2 separate regions of the Mus musculus genome follow, and region 2 is linked to region 1. A link is a contact called in public promoter capture Hi-C data. All regions are on one chromosome and are shown on one strand. The core of a region is the stretch at or near the end of the contact, and the rest is flanking DNA. Distances in the headings are between cores, read along the strand shown. Region 1 holds the start of Smim38 (small integral membrane protein 38). Region 2 holds the start of Mrgprf (MAS-related GPR, member F).

Region 1 (3,842 bases), core at 752-3,251:
ATTCAAGAGCTCACAGGTCAGACTGAGAGCCAGGGAGAAAATAATGAGGATTGGAAGCAAGGCTTGGAGGAGAATCTTTTAAAATCAATCAATCAATCAATCAATCAATCAATCAATCAATCAAAATAAAATAAATATCACAATATCAGAATTACAATATAGAAAAAAATTAAAATGTGGAAGCAGAACCTTGAAGAGAGGATACAGGAACTCATGGAATAGGATAAAAGACAAAAGAAGAGATAGCCACGATAGAACAAACCACATGGCCAAAAACCCCCACAAATAACAAGAAGTCTTATAACTAGGGAATAAGTTAGTATAGTGTTAGATCTGCTCAATCTAGTCTTAAAACATATAAGTTGCATAGTTTTTATATGGGCTTATTGGGGTTGGAAGTTCCAGCAACAACAGGTTGGGAAGATGGCTCAGCCATGAAATGCTTTGGCTGCTCTCTCAGAGGACCCAGATTCCAGTCCCAACACCCACATGATGGCTCACAACTGTCTATGACTCCAGTTTCAGGGGAATTAATGTCCTCTTGGGTACTGTGGGCACTGCACACACATAGTGCACAGACATACATGCAGGCAAAAACACCCATAAATATAGTTTAAAACAAATGTTGAGAAGAAATGCCAGTAACAGTAGTTACTGACACTGGCTGGGAAGGCCTACTCTTAGCCCAGCTCAAGGCAGCACAGTTTGGCAGAATCAGGTCTAATGCAATGTGGGTTTCCTTTAACCTGCCCTGGAGGCCTCGGACCACATGAAACCAGGGGACATGTGAGAGTCATGATATAGACATGGGAGACTTCAGAGGCTGTAGGGGCCAGGATATAAAGGAAGTGAGCACTGGGCTGGGGAGACAGTTTGGTTGATTGGTTGGTTGGTAAAGAGCTGGCAACACAAGAGTAAGGACTCAAGTTTTATCCTTAGAACCTGTGCAAAAAAGCCAAGTATAGTGACACACTCTTATGATCCCAGCTCTGGGGACATGGAGTCAGAAAGATCACAAGCTCACTGCCACAGTTGGCAGGAGCTGGAACCCCCTCTGCTTTTCACACCAGCCTTCCACTGGCCTCACTAGTGACTGGACTTATACCTGGCAAATATCAGGGAACAGTGAGCAAGGACCTGTCCCTGTCACTTCAATGCTTGAACATGTAGGTGTAGGAAGTCACTGTGGATTCTTCAAGCCTTGAAGATAGCCAGAGTCCCCTGATCTGTTCTCTGTGACAAGGGACAAGAGCCTTCATGACTGAACTCTGAATACCATAGCAAACACTACTTATCTCTGGGTCTTTCATGTTGCTTTGAGCTGTGTCCAATAGCAGGTGATTCTGGATGTGGTGGTCCAAGAGGTCGGTGAGAAATCTAGGAAACAGGAAGGTGGGGATGGAGGAAGCCATAAAAAGAGGGTTGACTTTTGGCCTTCTCCACCCAATTTGGGGATGTCTGGTGGCTGTGTACCCTTGAGTTAGTCCAGGGGACCAAGAGCCCATCTATTGTATGGTCAAGGTTTGGTAAAAATTTGCCCAGGGGACAGTTCCTGTGGTCCCAATACCGAGGCTGGCGAGACCCTAGTGGACCAGGAAGAGCACAGACCATGCTCATCATCAGTTGTGGGTGACTCAGAGAGTCCCTTTTACCACAGTGGAGAGCACCCTGGTGTCCTCCAGGCAGAGAAGCTGTGTCTTTACTGTCTCCATCTGTGTCTTGCTTCTTCCTATGCTTTCTCCATCCTCCCTGACTTCATCCTCCAGCATCCCACTGACCTCCTCTGCTAGGAGCAGCTAGGAGGGCCAACACTTGCTTCCCTGAAGGACACACGGCAGACTTTATGCTTGCTGACTCCCAGAGGCATATGAGCAGGAAGGGTCAGGCCTCCTTGACCCCAGAGTCTCCTGTGTCTTGATGCCATGTGACCTGGGACAATATTGACTTTCCCTATCTGATGGTGTGCTTGATAAACACAGAGCTTTGTTCAAGGCCACCTTGGCTCCACCAGTAATAGGCCCGAGCTGGTGGCCATGCTCAAGTCAGACAGCTTCGGCTTCCAAGAAAGCCTCACCCGGAGATGTGGCCTCTCAGGTGAGTGAAATGCTGGCTAAGGTAAGCCCTTGGCTTCTTCCCTTCCCAAGAGCATGGTGGCATCCATTGGGGGACTCTCACCCCAGATTCACTTGGGTTCCTTTGGTAAGTGAGCAAAGCCTTCTGTCTGAGACATTCCAGAAACCCCTGAGGAGGAAATGTTTGGTGTAATTTCTGGTTAGGCCTGGCTCCTAATTTCTAGATCCTCACTTACATTTGGAGCGTTAGAAAAGCAAACCCAGGAATGTTTCAAGAATGTTGTCCTGAGTGCTGGACTGGGTGGCCTGGCACTGCAGAGTGGGAGACAACCTCGGTCAGTCCCAGGGATGTACCAACTGCAGCGTGAGAGGCGGAGGGTGGACACAGGGAACTTACATACCTCTGGCACACTTGGCGTTAGTGTTGTGGAATCCTCAAATTGGCACCATTCTCAAAATCTCCACTTCCCATTCTATGATGTGCTGCCTGCCAGTCCTTTGTGTTTGTCGTTATTTGAAATCTTCTAGAAAGGCTATACAGGGTGAATACTCTTAATGCCATGAAGGAAAGAGTTCAGAAATAGAGAGAGGCGACCAGTGATAGGCTACAATTCTCCACGTGGAAGGCCCCCTTGCATGTCTCATGGCTTGTTGGACTGCTTCCGGGTGAGACAACTTGGGCTGAAAGTCCAGGAAGGACCCTGTGGCCAAGTATTCTTACTTCTCCCAGTGCCCCTGGCTGCAGGTGAGGTCCTGCTTAGTGGGACACAGGGTTGGCATTAGAAGTAGGGGAGAGCAAGCCAGTTTTTTCTTCATCTAAGGAGACCTCAGCTGTGAGGGGCCAGACTGGGGACAGGGTCCGGGCCAGAGTAGCTCACACAGGGGGACAGAGTCCTCACATGCGTGTGGTCACACGTGTATGTATGAGCACATGTAACTGGCAGACAGATGCTGTTTTTCTGGAAAATTCTGGAGGTGTGTCCTCAGAGCGGCTGCTCTAAGGGTGCTGGGCCTATTTAAGTATTCTCTCTTTGTCTTTCAGAGCAGGGGGCTCTGACCTCATTTCCCAGAGAGGAACCTGAGGTCTAAGGAAGTGAGCATCTTCCTCACCGACACTCAGTGAGTCCCAGGCTAATCAGCCAACAGCCCTGCGTGGGAAGCTGGAAGTGGGTTATAGGGGTTCCTTCCCATAAACCTCCTATGGAGCTGGGGTAGGTGGTGCTCAGCCCATCTCTAGAGGTTGCCCTCCCGGGGTTGTGAGAGGGAGATTAAACCCACTCCTCCAGGTTCCAGACCCTTTCTGGGGCGGTCTGTGTTGACTACCCCCATGCTACTACAGGCTGGGGCAGCCTTAGGGACTCAGCGCACAGCCTGTGTGCTAATTGAGCCATGTCTGGGGTCGCCTCTGGGCTCCAGCCGACTGTTCCCCCCCTCTCTGTGCCTCTCTCCTCTTTTCAATCGCACAGTCTCCCTGCCGCCCTCCCTGCTGGGCCGGGCCTCCCTGCAAGCCTCGTGGCCCCTGCTCGGTGCGGGCCTGCTGCTGCTGCTGTACAGCCCGCCCAGCCTCGGACCGTGCTGGCCTCCAGAAGTGATAGCTAATTGGGGAGAGAAAGGGCTCGATTGTCTGCGGCAGCCGGAAAGGCCTGGAGGAGGCGGCCGCTTCGCCCTGCAGCTGCCGCCGGGAGATGTTTGGGGATTACGTCAGCCTGGCAGGCAGGGGCCGCGGGGACAGCACGGGAGGCGGGCTCCCGCAGGCCTCCCGCGGCCAGG
Region 2 (3,842 bases), core at 740-3,239, 93 kb before region 1:
GCACACTGCTCCACTCCTCAGAAATTCCTTCCTCAAGAAGGGCGGATCCCCAGCCGCCACGAGCATGGCCCTTGCCTCCTCCTGGATATGTGGCCCTGGCAGCTGCGTCCACCCATTGGCTGTCCGGTCAGCGCAAGTGTCACGCCCCCTCCTTAACTCCAGGCCTCATTCGGCTGGAGGGGCGGGGGTGGGAGGATGTTGGGGACTTAAGCCACACCCCAACCCTTCATTTCTATTGGATGGTGTTCCTAGGCCCACAGACACGCTCCTAACCAGTGTACAGAGCCCATTTCCGCCCTGGCTATCTACCCCCTCCACCCGCTACCTGTTTGCTCCTTCTGGTGTACACCGACTAAGAGTGGCTCATTGTGGGACCTGCTTGGGTGTCCCGAATACGTAGGCATGAGTGATGTTTGTGCAGAGAGGTTGCAAACTGCTGGTGCTGCAAAGTATGCCCCCTCCCACCAGGCGTCATTTGTAGCTATAGAAGGAAGCAAGCCCAGGTTTTCTAGGTACCTACACCCCCAGCATCCTCTACTGATGCCACTCTTTCTGATACTTGCTACTCCCAGCTTTCCCCCTCAGTGATGTCCTGACTCAGGGGACCTTTCATGCCACCAGGCTGAACCTCCAACTAGACACATGCCCCGTGGGACAGATGAATATGCTCCCAGGTCAACTCTATGACTGGTTTGGTCTCTATCCACGGTCCCTGTCCTACTCCAGATTATTTGCAAAGTTATTCACTCACACAGAGAGATCCAGAAGCCAAGTGGACCCCAGATGGGCCATATTAAAGATGTGTGTGTGTGTGTGTGTGTGTGTGTGTGTGTGTGTGTGTGTGTGTGTGTGTGTGAGAGAGAGAGAGACGTGTATGAGGATGTGTGTATGGGGATGTGTGTGCTCTGGGCAGGATCTGAGCCATGACAGAACCCACTTCACTAAAGCCCATGGAAAAGGCTCCCATGTCTGCACCCCTGGCTCCTCCCCTCCAAACCGATAGTGGGCCACCTGTTTACCTTCTTAGATTGACAGTTGGACAGACCAGCCCTAAGGGAGCTGTCTTGGTCATTTCACTTCTACTACACCATACCCCAGTCTCTCTCCTCATGCCTTAGCTATGACCCGGCCTGGGCATTGGCCAGTCTGCTGCTGTCCGGGATACACAGAAAGCCTGTGTTTCTGCCTAAGACTCAAGCCTTTGCTCACAACTTGACAGAAGACTTTCTCTGAGGGGGAACAGAACTCTCTGGCAAACAGCTTCATGTGAAGCCAACACCAGCACCAGACCTGGCTGGAGGGGAAGAAGCTGAGACTATCAGTTGTCTGACCTTGTGTTGCTAGTCCCCAAATGCCCCCAACAGAGTTGCCCACTGCTGTCCTCATGGCCAGCGGCATCCCTGAGCAATGAGAACCAGAACTCTGCACTTGGACCATCGCCCACTGGGTGTTCCCTTCAAACTCTTCCAGAAACCCGGCTTGGATGTAAGGTTGAAGGAAGGATAGGGAGCCCCCACCCTCAGGAGGACAAGATGGGGGCTGGAATTGGAGGATGTCTTGGGGCTAGAGGTAGAGGTAGGGTGTCATCTGAGTAGGGGATCAGGAGATGCAACACAAGAGGGGGACTCTTAAAGCCTCCTATATCCCTGGGATACTCAGACCTGTGGGAAGAGTGGAACAGGTCTTCTAGATGGGAACAGCTTCACTCTAGGGTTTCATGGCTCTGTGCTCAGAGAGGTGGGACTTCTGCAAGCTGCCTGTCATGGCAGTGGCCATTTCCCTGCCTTGAGGCTGCCAATCTCAATTGCTTGCCCTGTCCAGCCTTCACCCTACAGCCCCTGATCCTGATCCTGAAGCCCCTGTCCCTGGTCTCCCTCCCCTAGTCCCTGGGTCCCAGAGTGCTACCTGTGGCTGTCCTGATCCTCCGAGTTCCCTTCGTAGAGATCTTCTCCTGGGACTCCGAGTTTGCTGACCCACGGGCAGCAGGCTAGCCAAGTACTGCCTGGAGCCTCGGAAAATTCAGGCTCAGGGTGGAGGGAGGACGAGCCCTCACCCGCCTTGCCTGTTGGAGATGGCTTTGGAAACAGAACCCGCCCCAAACCCAATTCCAGGCCAGGCAGAAGGGGGAGGGGAGAGTTAGAGGAGGAGAAAAAAGAGGAGGAGGAGGAGGAGGAGGAGGAGGAGGAGGAGGAGGAGGAGGAGGAGGAGGAGGAGCTGAACAGTGATGAGGCTTGGGGAAGGAATGCCCAGTTCAGGAGCCTTTTCCCCCATCCCCACTGGGAACTCATCTCTCTGCCTGATGACGTCACGTTGGCCTGAGCACTGGGGCGGGAGTCCAGATGTTAGTATCTAGTATCCTGCAGCTCCAGAGGGCTGCCCCAGTAGAGGGAGCTCCGGGTTGTCACTTGCTTGATGCCTTCAGCCTGTTTCCAGTGGGCATTTCAGGGCAGGTGGTGATCGTGGGGAGGTTATAGGGAATGTTCTCTCCATTATTTGAACTGACTGAGGGACTGGCACAGAGAAGCCAAGAAGCAGCAGGTGAGGGAACTCTATGGAGAGTGGGGGAGAAGTGTCAGAGAGAAGGCCACATGACCCAGATGGCACCAACCCACCCCCCTTGCCACCCCAGAACCTTCCTGGGGGACCCCTGGGGCCTGTGGAACCAGGAATTCCCTTCTCTCTAGCTCTAATAACAATCAGATGTCACAAATGGAAAATCACAGCCCTTGCTCACTTGGGCTGAGCAGGGAAGTTGGCGAGCAACCATGCCTGGTGCGTGTGCTCCTCAGTGAAGATGAGTCACCCTCCCCCACGAGAAGGGGTCTTGGAAAAAGTTAGTGGCCAGGGCATGGAGCCCAAGCCTGGGTGGGTATGGAGGGAGCAGAGGGTTGGCGATGAGGGTGGGGTGCTGAGGCCTTTTTCTGCCCTGGGCCAACTTTCTCATGACCCAAGAAGCCTGAGGGAATGCCACACTTTCCTATGGGAGTGAACAGTGCCCAGATTGGGGGAGGTGTGCCTTGTGGGCATCTTACAGGGAGCCCAGAAATAGATCTCTTCTTGCACCTGCGCTGGAGCCTCCTCCTTCTGCCCATGAAGAAACCTCTCTGTCCCTTGCACCAAACTAACCTGAGATCAGGGAGCCTTGGATGGTTGCCTGTTTGAGGCCAGCTGGCTTCCTGGGACTTGGAGGCGGGGCGGGGTGTGGGGATAGGGATTTTTCTGAGATTCTAGAGGCTGAGAGAGGTTAGGCAGGCAGCAGGGAAGGATGGTGACCCTGCCTCCTCCACCAGAGCAGGCAGCTGTGTCCCAGCTGGGCCACTTGTTTACACTGGGAGGCGGGGGGGGGGGGGGGAGGCCTAAGCCCAGCACTGGCCAAGTATAATTGCGCTTGGACACTTAAAAGGAATTGTGTGAAGTGGGCAGAGGCTACTGAGTCCTCAGCCTTATTTGGTTTGGAAATATGTTTCTTTGACAAAACAAGAGAGAGGTGCTTATTAAAGGGAGCTTGTCTTCGGGTCCCTGAGTTTGCAGGGTCCCTGAAGCTGCTGACCTGTCCACTGGGGGTGCTATGGCCATGGCCCATGTTCATGAGCACTGGAGATTCTTTCTCTGAGCTCTGCAGACTGGACAGCCTGGCAGAAGCACCATCACCATTCTCTGAATCACAGACACACCTGCTGGCCAAGTCCTCACAGCAAGGGACCAAGGATCTCTGAGTCCTTTTCATTCATCCCCTTCAGGAAGGTTCAGTGTCTATAACCTAGTCACTATCCCCTTGGGGTGACCATTTTAGCATGAGTTCTGAGGAAGACACAGACGAGTAGTTTACAGCAATCACCTGT

Evidence for each region. Capture Hi-C pulls out chosen DNA fragments and counts their contacts.
Region 2: a promoter capture Hi-C map of liver shows a contact between it and region 1. The contact joins the promoter of Mrgprf here to the promoter of Smim38 in region 1. A contact is called at or near these places in 1 of 484 Hi-C or Micro-C datasets (cerebral cortex), 2 of 115 datasets of contacts at active chromatin or transcription factors (embryonic stem cells and pancreatic cancer cells) and 2 of 9 other capture datasets (adipose tissue and liver).

What each region holds. Positions count from the first base shown.
Region 1 is chr7:145,206,278-145,210,119 of GRCm38.p6, reverse strand. Smim38 (small integral membrane protein 38) reads left to right here and starts at 2,001. Exons shown (of 3, transcript NM_001369202.1): 1 at 2,001-2,094; 2 at 3,115-3,191; 3 at 3,539-3,842. It also overlaps a transcript of Tpcn2 not described here. RefSeq lists an enhancer at 2,424-3,842.
Region 2 is chr7:145,299,056-145,302,897 of GRCm38.p6, reverse strand. Mrgprf (MAS-related GPR, member F) reads right to left here and starts at 1,989. Exons shown (of 3, transcript NM_145379.2): 1 at 1,906-1,989.